2 separate regions of the Callithrix jacchus genome follow, and region 2 is linked to region 1. Evidence: chromatin contacts called from public Hi-C data. All regions are on one chromosome and are shown on one strand. The core of a region is the stretch at or near the end of the contact, and the rest is flanking DNA. Distances in the headings are between cores, read along the strand shown. Region 1 holds the start of THBD (thrombomodulin). Region 2 holds the start of NXT1 (nuclear transport factor 2 like export factor 1).

What was found. A called contact is a pair of places that touch in the nucleus more often than the background predicts.
Region 2: a contact with region 1 is called in a Hi-C map of skeletal muscle, with 6 times the contacts expected there. The contact joins the promoter of NXT1 here to the promoter of THBD in region 1. A contact is called at or near these places in 3 of 3 Hi-C or Micro-C datasets (induced pluripotent stem cells and skeletal muscle).

The regions. Positions count from the first base shown.
Region 1 is chr5:30,077,737-30,084,836 of calJac240_pri, forward strand. It overlaps THBD (thrombomodulin), which reads right to left and starts at 4,526. Exons shown (of 1, transcript XM_003732821.6): 1 at 868-4,526. The coding sequence starts at 4,360. The coding sequence ends at 2,645.
Region 2 is chr5:30,370,522-30,377,621 of calJac240_pri, forward strand. NXT1 (nuclear transport factor 2 like export factor 1) reads left to right here and starts at 3,581. Exons shown (of 2, transcript XM_078371517.1): 1 at 3,581-3,851; 2 at 6,728-7,100. The coding sequence starts at 6,788. It overlaps LOC108591664 (a long non-coding RNA gene), which reads right to left and starts at 3,247. Exons shown (of 8, transcript XR_013535145.1): 1 at 1-3,247.

The DNA of each region.
Region 1 (7,100 bases), core at 3,276-5,775:
CCCGCTTGTGTAACTCTTCCTTCACAAAGACCGTCTACTCCTTAGGGGGAGCTTGGCTCAGCTTGCTATCTCCATAGGGCACTGTGCATGGCAGCTGCCCCAGCACACACACACACACACACACACACACACACACACACACACACTCACGTCATCACTGCATCTGTGATGGATGTCAAAATCTCCAACCCTGTTTTCACAATAACCACTCAAACAGAAACTCACAAATTTGGCTTTATCCAGACATATAAAGCACTTGAATGTTTGCCTGGGCTTTACTTTCTCTTAATTTTTTCTTTAAAAACTCTTTCCGAGCCCTGCATATTGCATTCAGCCAGCCCTACCATCCTAGGAAAGTGAGCCCAAGAAATGTATGCTGTGAAAAGGCACTGTTTTTCATCTCCAACAGAGCTGGGAATGATTTCATTCCTTTAGAAATGAATACTTGAATTAGAGCCACCAGTCGACATCCTTCATGACTGCATTGAATTTGGATATCTCACAGAGCAGATAATGCCAAACCATACACAGGACACACAGCTGGGATTCGCCAGATGCCCCAGGAAGGGTTTATTTAATTCATTCCAACAAATGATCCTGTAATGTACTAAAAAGCACAGAAAACAAGTCCTCATATATGAAGTTGTTATGGTTACGGAAGGAAATAAATAAATATTTGTGCATACGGAGATCAGTGAAAGTAGTAGTAGCCTCTGGAAAGAGCTTTGAAAATCAGAGAGGGTGCCATCCTCAGACAACAGGAGCGCTGGGGTGCAGGGAAAAAGAATTCACGTGTCTCACAGCATTTGCATGGTTTAAACTGAGGGGACTGGGGGAGGAAAACTGAACAGACACACAACCCAAGAGTACACTGTATTTGTTTATTTTGTACAAGTGACATCATAAGCAAGGGCTTTGCCTGTGTTCTAGTTTATCTCCAACAAATAAATAACTATGTACAAATATGTTGAGTCTACAAAATAGAAGATGAAAATCTTTGTCTTACAAAAGATACATTTCTATGATACATTTGTTTCCATCCACTGAAGCAGGTTTTCACTCCTGGCTTAAGACCTTGCAGATCCTGTGTGGCAGTGTCTAGAGCTGTGTACCTAGTCTTTTCTACCAGAGAACAAAGCTACACAATAAAAATTCCTCAGTTTCTTGAAAATAAGGGCCTGACTTGGCCTGCTAGTTATAACTGATCCCTATTTAATGTATTCCAGAAAACTGGAAGCAGACTGGAACCATTGACCTCAAATTACTGAGCAGACTCATCCCCTGCTGATCTTGTTAAATATAGATTCTCATGAACTAGATGGGGTGGGGCCTAGGATTCTGCATCTCTAACCAGCTCCCATGGCAGCCTCCAATTCTTGTTCAGGGGCCACATTCCAAAAGGCCCCTCTGAAATGGTAGAAATTTTCTGAGGACCTGATTAAGGCTGAGCCCTGATTGGGCATCCTCCAGGATCTATTCCCAAGGTCCCTTCCAAAAGACCAGTAGAGCTGGTTTTATTTAGGTCTACCAATGACAAGGACAGTGAGAGACAATTACCAACTGGCATGAATCATGAAGCTCAAAACTTTCTTAAACTGGCTGCTGGAAGGTGCCTGTCTCTCCTCTCAATCCAGAGCAACCTTCTGAACATTTTCAACACTGTCAAAGTAATAATAACAAAAAAAGAAACTGCATAAGAAAATTAGCAACAATTACCATTTTCAGTACAAATCAAAGCAACCACAAAGTTCAGGCTCACTGTTTAAAAAAATAAAGATAAAAATATCTTTGGGTGTAATTTCTATGACAGTCCAGCAACATTAATTCAATGCATTTTACATCTCAACCTTTGCTTAAAATTATTTTGCGCTGAGAACCTGAAATTTCAGGATAAATTAGCAAATCTGGTGAAAAAGCAAAGGGCCATTGTTATTTTGAGTGTTTTTGTTTCTGTTCATGTAGGAGTTTCTGTCTGAGCAGGCAGGTAAGGGCAAAAGAAATAGGGTCAGGCACAGGTCAGGCAGGGCGACTCAGGTGAGCCGGCCCAGTTCCTGAGAGGAGGAAACTAGGAAGAATGGCGAAGAAATGGAGCTTGCTTCATAAATGTGAGAGGGCCAGGAAAAAGAATTCACTAAGATAGTTTATCTGCCACATGAGAAGTGGGAGTTTGTAGAGCGAGATGGGAGAGGTATGCAAAGTGGATACCGGAGACATACAGGTAGGAAAAAAGGAAACAAACAGAAGCCTAAATACTTTTAAAAAATAAATATTTTGCTCATCCCTAGCCCACGAGGTCAAGGTCTGCCCAAAGGGCCGCCAGGCAATAACGCTCACCCTCCTGCGCCCAGTGGTGAGGAGCTGCGACACTTCTTTGCCTTCGTCGTAAAATCGTCATGTCTGCCCAGTGGTCCAGTGACGTCATGGAAGAGGCTGAGGCTCATTCTCCTCCTTCTAATCGGCCTCTCCCCGTTTAGGCATGGAATCAGAGAACACAGCTTGGTGGGGGCGGGGCGGGCCTTCTCCAGCTGTAATCCAGCTAGGGTGCTCTGGGTAGCGGTGGAGTACAGCTGAGGGCGAGGAGGCACAGGAGCGAGAGAAAGCCCACGCCAAAGCCGGGCTCCTGGACGGAGGTCGCTCAGAGTCCCTAAGGCGTCTGCTCGGTCCGCACGTGCTGCAGCACTACCTCCTTGGAGGGGGCCGCGCACTTGTACTCCATCTTGGCCCTGGTGGCGCCCTGCTTCTTGCGCTGGTGGCGTAGGAGGGCCAAAAGCGCCACCACCAGGGACAGGCTGGCAATAGAGATGCCTATGAGCACGCCCGAATGCACGCGCCCGGCGGCCGGGGGATTGGAGGTGGAGCCCGGCGTCGGGCTGACCGGAGGCTCTCCAGAGCCGCCGTCGCCTCCGTCCACCTTGTCGGTGTCACAGTCGGTGCCAATCTGGACAGTAAGGGCCGAGTCGGTCCCGCAGATGCACTCGTAGGTACCCAGGAGGTTGCGGCATTCCCCGGAGCAGAAGCCGCCGTTCTCGCACTCGTCGATGTCGGTGCACATGAAACCTTCGTCCAGGATGTAGCCTTCAGGACACTCACAGTTAGACTTGGTGTTGGGGTCGCAGTCGGCTGGACAGGCAGTCTGGTTGCAAAACATCTGGCACCTGTGCGGCTGCTGGGGCACCGGCGCGAAGCCTTCGGCGCAGATGCAGCGGTAGCTAGTTTGGCCTAAGGGCTGGCACTGGTACTCGCAGTTGGTTCCAAAGCACGGGTCCACGGGCTCCACGCACTCGCCGTCCACCAGGTCGTAGCCAGGGTAGCAGTGGCATTCGAAGCCACCCTGAGTGTTGACACAGCGCTGCGGGCACAGATTGGACTCCAGCATGCAGTCATCCACGTCCACGCACCGGTGCAGGTCGTCTGCCAGCTGGTAGCCGGTCTCGCACATGCACGAATAGGAGCCCGGCTTGTCCGGGTTTCGAACGCAGAAGTGCTCGCAGAGGTCTTCGCAGGACTGCTTCGCGGGTGCGGTGCAGGAGCGCCCGTCTGCCTGCAGGGCGGCGCCGACTGGGCAGAGGCAGCGGGGAGCCCCAGCGCTCGCATTGCACGCGTGCTCGCAGCCGCCGTTCTCCACGCTGCAGTCCCAAGCGCCGGGCGCATCCCTAGTCCAGTGTCCCTGGACCTCCCCAGGCGGTGCGGCGCACTCCAGCTCCAAGCCTAGGGGCGCCACCGAGGCGGAGCTGCCCACCGGCAGCGCCTGAAAGTCCGCTCCGCGGGCCGCGAAAGGGGTGCCATAGGTGATCCGGACGGCTGCAGCCGCGGCGCCGGGCTCCACCACCAGGGGCCTGCAGGTGGCTGGGAAGTGGAACTCGCAGAGGAAGCCATCGGCCTTCACATCACACGGCTGCTCCTCCCAGACCGGCTCGCCGGGGACAGGGGCCCCAGCAGCAGAGACCGAGACGCACAACGGGCCGCAGAGGGGAGCCCCATTGAGGTAGAGCTCCGCCCACCTGCTGTAGCTGGTGTGGTTGTCTCCCGTAACCCACTGGAAGCCGCGCAGGGGCCCGAGGCTGTTGGGGTCGCCGCAGCCTGGTGGCAGCTGCAGGCCGATCCAGAGGCGCGGGCCAACCTCGCCGTCACCACTCAATAGCAAGGAAATGACATCGGCAGCCACTGAGGAGCGCACTGTCATTAGGTGGCCCTGCAGTCTAACGCAGATCTGGCTGGCAGCGAGGAAGGTCGTGGGGCCCGGGTAGAGCGCGAAGCAATCGTGTTCGACGCACTGGCTGCCACCGGGCTGTGGCTCTGCGGGTGCGGGGAGCCCCAGGCCGGCCAGAGCCAGCACGCCAAGGAGGATGGCCCCGAGCATGTTACCCAGACGCGCCGAGTGCAGGCGCTGTGAAAAGCGCAGGCACTGAGACCGGGCCGGGCCGGAGCAGAGGGGCGCAGGACGCCGCTGGTGACAGCCTCTCCTGACCGTCTCAGTCCAGACCCTTCTGGCCGCGGCGCGCAGCCCCTGCTAGACAGCCTCTGACATTCGGATCGGCCGGGGCTCGAGTTTATAAGTGCGCGGCCCTCCCTCCCTGGACGTTCGGGAAAAGGAAGGAAGTGCCTGGTGGGAAGGGCTGAGGCCGCATACTCGGATTGCTGGGTTCTCCGGCCGCCCTGAGCCCGCCCTCGCGCATGGGATCACCTCGCCGGGATGAGTAAACCCGGCTCTGGAGCAGGGAGGTTCTCGGGCGGGGCCGACAGGGGCAGGCGCCAGGAAAGGCCAGCACCCCTGTAGCCAGACGACTGTCCCCGCCCCCACCACGCTGGCCCCCACGCGTGCAGCCCTCCTTCATCTCTTGGACTTCCTTCCTTTCTTTTCATATATGTTGCCGTCACATCCAAGGAAAGCCCGCATTGCAGAGCTCTGGGAATCGGAGACGTCAGCGAAGAGGGCTTGGAATGGGGCGTGGGGGAGATGGTGCACGAAACCTGCAGGACACTGGGAGGGGTGACCCGCACGAAGGGGACTTTGGGAGGGACTGTCTAGGACGTGGACTTCCCCAAAGACAGGCTCGCAAGGAGAGACAGCTGGATCCCGTCCCCTGCCAGGGTGCCTGGCTCAGGGAACCGGCGGAGCGCTTGGCCTCAGAGGACAGTGGGTGTGGCTGGGGTGACGGGACAGGGCGGGGAAGACTGGCCTGACAGCAGCGCCCTCTGCCCCATGGTTGGCCAGGGGGACCCGCGAGTCCCTGGGCAACCCCATCTCGTCACGTGAGGAAGGCGCGGGGACACTATCACGGCTCCTGAGGTCCTGACCTCGCTCAGAGGCCGTGGCAGGTGAATTGCTGCGGCGCGGGGTAAGAGCGGGCGCGTGGGAGCGAAGCAGCCGGGCCGGTTTCCGTCCAGCTTCCGAGGGACGGCGCATCTCGCACCCCAACAGGGTGGCTGGCAGCCCCTCGGGGAGGCGCTGCGGGCTTCCCGCGGGTCCCACTCATGTCAGCAAAGAAAGTTTCCATTTGGTCCAGCGGCCGCATTGATACCGAGATGCACAGAAATGCCACTTGCTTGGCAAAGGGCACTGAGGAGACACGGTCCCGTGGATGGGCGCGGTGAGGAGGGCTGGAGGAGGAGATAGGAACCTGTGGCTTTCGACCTCGTCCGGTAGTTCCCTGACTGGGAATGCGGAGGAGTGGGCCACCTCCTCCGGTCGCCCCCATAACAGTGAGAGGCAAAAGGTTCAAAGACACCCTTGCGTCTCTCCTCCACCGTCCTCACAACGAGCGCCAGGCGGCGGCGCTGTCGAGCTCTAAACAAAGCCAAGGAAGTTGGAGAAGTTTCGGGCTAAAAAGGGTTAAGGTCTGGGAGCGCAGAGGCCTCCCCCTGGGGTAGGAAGCTCCGTACCCCGGCAGCCCCTTGTGGATTCCGCGGCGTTTACCTCTTGCCTCCAGGGTCTCGTAGATTCCGGACATTAAACGAGAACAGAGAGTATGGAGCCTGCACGTGCGAAAGACACGCACCGGGGGGGTGGGCCGGGCTGGACTGGACTGACCCGCCGTGACCAAGTGGGTGGAGCGTGGACACTCCGAAAGCGAAAGGGCTGTCCCACCCCACACCCTCCAGCGCCTTGGGGCAGAGCCTTCCGGAAACGGAGGAGCTGCTGGACACACAGGGGTCTGAAGCTCCCGGAATGCGCACAGCTGCACCTCACCTGACCCGGACCCCTGGGAAGTAGAAGGGAAGGGCAGCAGACAGGACAGCAGAGCTGTCCCCGGCGGGAGCAGGCAGTCGGTGGCTGTCTCGGCTGAATCAATGGTCGTGACTCCGGTGTACAGCCTGCCGACGCGGGACCCAGAAGCAGGGCTGCCTGGGGTGCCGCCATGGGGTTGAGGGTGAAGCTTCAGACAGGGGCAGGAACCTCTTGGGGACACTGCTGAAGGGTCTGAATGTGGGGACGATTCACGGAGTGGATGAGACAAAAGAGGGGACAGGATCCGTTATGGAATCAGAGACCAGTGCAAAGTGAAAATGTAGGGTCCTTTGTTCAATTACAAGGATTTCAAGACTGTGACAGCAAAGCATTAAACAAGACATGGGGCCCTGGGGGGTGATCAGCAGGTCCCTTCTGAGCCTGCCAGCCCTGAAAGGGACTGAGGGACATTAAAGGGTCAGGTCTCACCCCACATACCAGGATGTTTGCATTCTTGGATGGGATTCTAGCTGATGTACCACCACCATGTTTCACTGGACGATCTGTGCGGGTCTGCCTGCACCCATTACTGATTCTTGCAAAGAAAAAAGAAAAGAAAAGGAAAGTGTGAGAACAGCCCCAGTGACTGAGTCCACTGAGAACTCAGTGATGTCTGTGAACCTTGGATCAACCTATATGAGGAGGTGCAGATTTTGGATGTTTCTATATTAGAAAGAAGCTAGAGCAACAACAGTTGGAAGCAGAGCACTGTCCCCATGGGTGGTACCAGTGTCTGGGTTGCCCTGTAGAAGGATGAGTGGGCATGACCCATTTGGCTTTCCCACCCATCAGGGCTTTACCACTGGTGCTCAGGATACCTTTGCCTTCCAGGACCTGCCCTCAGCAGCTTCATTTTTCCTCTTCAGACAGT
Region 2 (7,100 bases), core at 2,331-4,830, 290 kb after region 1:
ACGCATGTCTTACTCCAGCTCTGCCCTCTCTCTCTCCGGTCACATGGCCTTCGCCTCTGCTTCATCCTCTGTGCTCACGGCCTCAGTTCTTCCTGCCTTCTCAGACTCCCCACTCCTTCCTCTGGGAACAGCTCCTCCACTTTACTTCTTTTGAGAAACTTCCTCCCTCGGTGGTTTTGCTGGGACTGTTCCTCAGGCCACTCGTCCCTCCTGGGCAGCAGAGGGGTGGCATGTGACTGAAGTTGAGCCAATCCTGAGAATCTGACTTTAGCAGAGATTCCCAGGTGCTGGTCACTGGTCACAGCTCTGTCAGTTCAACTCAGCCCCTGAAGCACCCACTGCCCAGCTCTTGTTCCCAGACTCAAGGAGCCGCCTTACTAGTGCCTTCTGCAGGCTCTGCAAGCATCCTGTAGTCTTCCATTAAACACTGATAAATATGCATATTTAGTTCCAACCCCACACAGAGGCTTTGCAGCCATCTGACCTTTCCCACAATTTCAGATGGCTGGTGGCTAAGCTGGGAAGAGGCCTGAGATCCAAACCAGAAATGATCCCTACAAGCTTCTCAGACAAATGGCATAACTGCAGGCTGGGCAAACGCTCCAGATGGCGCTTCTTTGATGTACTGCCATTTAATATCTATAGCGTCCACATCCCCATTTTACAGAGGTAGTAACTGAGGGGCAGAGAAGGCAGAGCTCAGATTTTGCAAAACATTATCTGACCTCATAGAGTTTGCTCCTTCAGTGAGCCTCAGAATCTCTTCAAAAGTCAGGTCCCCAATTGACCTCCCAGAAATGCAGCCCCAGCTCACTCTGAACTGGCAGTGGCTCAGATGATCCTGTTAAGGCTGAGAGACAGAGAAAAAACAGAAGTGTTTTTGGTGGCAATGCCTTAGAGTCACAACTGCTTTTCTGTCACTATAGATCAACTGGCTCCAAGTCACGCAGCCTTTCATGGCAAGCAAATGCTGTTAAGATCCGGCTCCAGAGAACCACATTGACAATGAAGGCAAACATCAATCCTGTGTTTACAGACGTAAAGATCCTTAAGTCAAGCTTGTCGTCAGAGCTGCCAAGGACTCTGCATGTGTGACCAGATGTGCCCTTCCTCCCTGGATGGGCTCCACGCTGCACATGGGACCGCTGGCTCCACAGCTGCTTAAACCACTGGGCTCATCTTCAGAAGGTGCCCATGCGATTTGGTGACAAATCCCACCAATTTGCCAATACACTTCTTCCAAGTTTAAAAGCCAGTCACTGGAGGGACTGTTGGCAAGTAAGGAAGCTGCAGTAGAGGCAGATGTCAAAGCATGATCCTGCTTTCTTAACGCTTTCTGGATGCTACTTCTTGCTCGGCCCCGTATGAAGCACTTAGCATGCGTTGTGTCCCTTGCTCCTCACATCAGCCTGAGGAGATGGGTATAACCACTGCCCCATTTATAGAGGAGGCAGCTGAGCCCCAGGGAGGCTCACTTGCCACAGCCACCCTGCTAATGCTTAAGCCACACTAGTCAAGTTGCAAATAACTTTATGTTTATGCCCAATTTTAAATAGTATAAATGATAAAAAGGGATTTCCTGGCTCTTGAAACTGAAAAGTCCAAACTTGAGGGACGAGTTGACTCCCAATAGTCATCAAGAGCCTGATTTCTTCCCAGAATCCCTCAGCAAACACCTCCAGGGTCAGTGTTCATAACTGGGCCTCCCACCACCCTCAGCTGGGCTCAGTGCATACAGTGCCAGTTTTTTGCCCCTTGGAGCTAGGGATGTCTCTGACCCCCAAACTCCAGGATCAAAGGGGAAATAAAATCCAGGTTGCTTCCAAATAGAGCAGGCAGTGAGTGTTGAGGATTGATCATCCCAACTATGCAGTTGAGAAGCAATGATTTGAACCCAGACTTGTCTGTTCATTCAAACAGTATTTATTAAGCCCTTGCTATGGGTCAGGCACAATTTTATATGCTGGAGACACAAACCTAAAAGGACTCTCACAGAAGGGCAGACCCCACAAACCTACAAGGCAGAACAGCTGCCTCTCAGGACTAAAATCTCGGCTTTTTAAAAGGTCTTGGAGGTAGATTAATGTTTTTCTTTTCTACCTACGAATCGACACTGTGACACCAGGATGGTTCTTTGTCTCTCAGCCTCCTTATCTATAAAATCAGAAATAACAGTACCTCCCCCAGTAAGTTATGTGAAAGAAATGAAAGGAGCTTATTATGCAGGAAACTTAAAAGCAGCACAACATCCAAACTACTGAGCATGCAATAAATTACCTCTTTCCCACTTCCATCCCATCCATGCTGATTTAGATTAAGTATAACTGCCCTGGAGTTTATAAAGCCGTTTTAGTTCATAAAGCCCGGAAGATGCTCCTTCGCCCTCTCTGCTCAGCCGCCAACATGTCTTTTAAATAATCCAAACTTTCTAAACTGAAGTGTGTGTGTGTTTGGGGGGAGCGGGGGGGGGGGGGGCATACTAAATAGCCCAGCTGTTTTCAACTTGTCCTGAAATCTGAGACCAAGATTCTCTTAGAAATGCAAGCAAAGGAAGCCGACGGGACACCAAGAAAGCACAGGTCATTTCACCTCGTCTAGCTACATCTAGTCCTCTCCCGGCTTTGCAATTAATTATTCAGCCTCAGACCAGCAGATGGAGCTAACATTTGCGTCTGAAGAAACGAGGTTTTTCATTTAATTTACAAGGTACAGTTTCTCGAGCCTCCACAGTTGTTACATCTTGTTGAACCTGTTTGTATAATTCTGTAAAAAATCCAGTCCCCATTCCAGAACAGTTGAAACGTAGCTAAGGACCCGGAAGAACAGAATCTCAACCCCAGCCAGGCCCGGGTTTCCCGGGGCCCCTCATGCTTCAGGGCAGTGGGGCGCCGCCATCACCGCCCGCCTCCGTCCTCCCCTCGCCCCAGTCCCCTCCCACTTTATATATTTCCCATCTGACTAAAACTGGCTTCCTCCGTGTCCACCAAGACGTCGTCTCTAAATGGCCTAAACTCCCAAGGAGTGCGATCGGCTCAGGCACTCGGACACGCGGATTCCACCGGGCGCGACCGGCGTTGCCCTCGTCATGGCATCGCGGCGCCTCACGTGCTGCCGGACAGAAGGCCTCGGTGGGGTCGGCGGCGGCTGCTGCTGGCCTCGACCGCATTAAGCGGCGACGTTTCACGAACCTTTTAACTGAAATCACTCCAATACAGGCGCATGCGGGACGAGGGGAAAGCTCCTCACCAGACCCCGCCCACCTTTCCCTCCCTCTTCCGCCAAGCGTCCACCACGCCGCAGAAAGAAAAGCGAACGCCCCTCCCGGCTCCAGGGGCGAGACCTGAGAGATTTGGCCCAATCAGGGATTCCACCTAACCAGACGGGCCAGAGTCTGTGACCCGGTTGGACCAATGAAAACTCGAGGGCGGATTCGCCAGGGTCTTCTGGGAAAGTGATGCTCCCGGAAACTACCGCCTCCTTTCCGCAACATGTGGGCGGAGTTAGCCTTCCAGCCCGCAGTCCCACTGGCTGACTTCGCTGCCCGTCACGGGAAGGCGGGAGAGGGCGGGCCGGGACGCTCGCGTCTGCGCGGAGCCGGGCTGGCCGCGCGCGGGAAGCCGCGGAACTGCGCCGGAAAGTCCCCCGGTTCTGGGCCCCGGGTGACCCAAACTAAGCCTCCAAGAAGGAAAAGGAGGAGAGAAAGGCAGCTCTTCCCGTGACCCTGCCTGAGGCCTCCGTGGGCGCACTGCGTGACCTCCGCGGCCGGCCCCTTCGTGGAGCTGCGGCCCACGCGGGGGTCGTCCCGACCGTGGGCGCCGCTGCCGGCCCTGACTCGGGACGTCGCGGCGCAGGTAGGTTGCCGTCCCCTGGCGGACTGATACCCAAGACAGGCCGGCGCGCATACCCCACGCTCTTCTCCATTGCGGAGAACGAGACACGGCTGTGCCTTTGTCCACGTGGTAGAGTTGCCGCCGGCGTGAGGCTCTCGCCTGTGCGAAACGCGTGGCAGCGAATTCGCTTTGCAATGAGGAAAGGCGCGTCCCCGCACGGAGCAGCTCTCGGGTGTGAGGAGGGCGGGGCAGGGCGTGCGTCCTTCTAGGTTTGAATTAAAGGCGACTGGAGGGAAGTAAGGCCGTGCCGCTGTGGCAGCGTCTCCCGTCCAGCTCCGGACACTCGACCGTGCGGGCCGTAGGGGGAGGCGGCGGTCTTCACAGTTTCTTACTCCAGTCCTCACTGGTTCTTTTTCTGATTAGACAGGCAGCGGGGCTGACGGCCCCATGGGTTACTGAGAACCAAGAAGTGGAGATGATCCTTCTTTGGGGTGTGGGGGCGTGGCCGATCGTTAGATTGTGTTTGGAAAGACAGCCAGGGGCAGAGCTGGAGAAGAGGGGCGTCTCTGAGATGATGGGGGGTACTGGTGCCATGGAGGGAGGAGGAGTGAGGTGGAGGTCGGGAATTCCAGCCAGAGAGACATGGGGTCCCTGGGAGAAAATTTCCACGCCAGCAGTCCTGGAGTTGTGCTCATGGAGACTTGTTTACGTAAGTAAAAGGATAGCATCGTCTTGACAGAATTTCAGCCCTCAGGCTGGTCTTGTGAATGATAGATCAGGAGTGTACTTACCGTCATTTTCTTCATACAGCCCTAGTTTTCCTTTTTCTCATTTGTAAAACTGTTACAGTAATACCTTTCTCATCCTTTTGTGGTGACATTTAAATGAGGTAATGTATGTGAAGCCCTTTGCAAACACAGCGCTTCTTATTCGTGGGTTGCGCATGGGGTGCATTCAGCTAACCTCAGATCAAAAATATTCTTCAGAAAACGCAAAATCCGTTTGTACTGAACATGTGGAGACTTTTTCTTCTTGTGATTATTTTCTAAACGATACAGTATAACAACTATAATCGCATCTACATTGTATTAGGTATGACAGGTTACCTAGAGATGATTAAGGTATATAGGAGGATGCCCATAGGTTATATGCAGACAGTACAACATTTTATCAGGGACTTAAGCATCAGCACGTGCTGCTATCCTCGGGGTTCCTGAATCCAGTTTCTCACAGATACCGTGGGACCGATGTACTCAGTTCAGAGTACAGTTGGGGCTTAACTTTGAGGTCTGTGGAGGCAGTGGAAAGACCCATGACTGAAATTGGCTGGGCTTTCCCAGACGCAATGCACCACCACTTTTGTCAGCCGTTACAAGTACTTGTCTCTTTCCAGCTCTATATGAAATGTGTTATCTATTTCATAAACTAATCATTAAAAAAAAAAAGTTAAGGTCTTTGAAATAAAAAATTATTCATTATTTAAGTTTGTAAATATGAACTGTTTTGGTAATGTCCTGTATTTTAGTAATCCACTATTTTAGTAGTTCTTTATTTGTTTTTTAAGTGAAATATTTCAGTTATGGAGAAAAGAACCTAATAGTTGTGCCTGTACCCCAAAAAAAGTAAATGTGAATTTTTTTTATGGTTTAGGACTTTTTTATTGGAGGGGCAATTTGACATTTCAGCTACAGTTCAAATTCTGTGCCCACACCCCAGGAACTTTGAATTCTAACATGTCTTTCTGTTGAGGCACTGTGGCTCCACCACAGTTACATGGGGGATATTAGTACCCATGTAAGCTGAGTGTCCTCCCTTCTAATCCCCACTCACCAGCTTATCATGGGGATTATGGCTGCCATTTTGGTTCTGTCCTCATGTCACATGTGTTTCTACCTTCTTAAGAAACCTGCCGTCTCTGCCCTCCCAGTTCCTCTCAGGTGAGCTTATGATGGGCTTTCCCAGACTCAGCATCTGAGGAGCATTTCATTGGTTGGTTGGCCTTTATGGGGCCAGTGACCACTCTTCCCTTCAACATGGTCCACTGTCTTTGCCCAGGGGCAGTCATGTCTGTTGCAAGCATTCAGGAAAGAGTGGTCTTCCGTAGTCAAATTAACTCCATTTTATAAAATGGGATTTTAAAAACTCCTGGTCTAGTCAGCCTTCTTGTCCTCTGGGAATTGATTCCAGCAACCCCCTACCTCTGCAACAGACCAAATCTGCTGATGCTCCAAGTCCTTGATATAAAATGGCATTAAGGCCAGGGGTGGCTCGTGCCTATAATCTTCAGCACTTTGAGTGGGCAGATCACCTGAGATTAGGAGTTCAATTTCAAGACCAGACTGGCTAACATGACGAAACCCTGTCTCTACTAAAAATACGAAAATTAGCCAGGTATGATGGCAGGCACCTGTAGTCCCAGCTACTTGGGAGGCTGAGGCAAGAGAATCGCTTGAACCTGGGATGGGGGGTTGCAGTGAACAGAGATTGCACCACTGCACTCCAGCCTGGGTAGGAGTGAGACTCCGTCTGTAAAACAAAATAGCGTAGGACAGTCATCCCAACGTATTCGCAGTTTTCAGCCTGAGGTTGGCTAAATCTGTGGATGCAAAACCCTCAGATATGGAGTGTTGACTGTAACTAAATGTTTTTAACTAAACGCTTAATGTATATTACTCATTTAATTTTCCTATTACAGTTACGCCGCAGTGGTGATCCCATTCTAACAGACGGAAGCTTAGTAAGGTTAGGCATTTGGGCGCTGTATACCATTTGAGGCCCCAGTCTTTGTTCTGCCGTTTGGAACTATTTTGCAGGTAGCAGGAAAGGACTGGTGCACTGTTAGAGCAGAATGAACTTTGGCATTCACGTGGGTTCTCTTCGACCTTACTTCCCTGCAGCCCTTGGTTCCCCAAGGCCGAGGAAACACCCGGTGGAGCCCTTCTTCCACAGAACCAGAGATGGCATCTGTGGATTTCAAGACCTACGTGGATCAGGCCTGCAGAGCTGCTGAGGAGTTCGTCAACGTCTACTACACCACCATGGATAAGCGGCGGCGTTTGCTCTCCCGCCTGTACATGGGCACAGCCACCCTGGTCTGGAACGGCAATGCTGTTTCAGGACAAGAATCCTTGAGTGAGTTTTTTGAAATGCTGCCTTCCAGCGAGTTCCAAATCAACGTGGTAGACTGCCAGCCTGTTCACGATGAAGCCACACCGAGCCAGACCACAGTCCTTGTTGTGATCTGTGGATCAGTGAAATTTGAGGGCAACA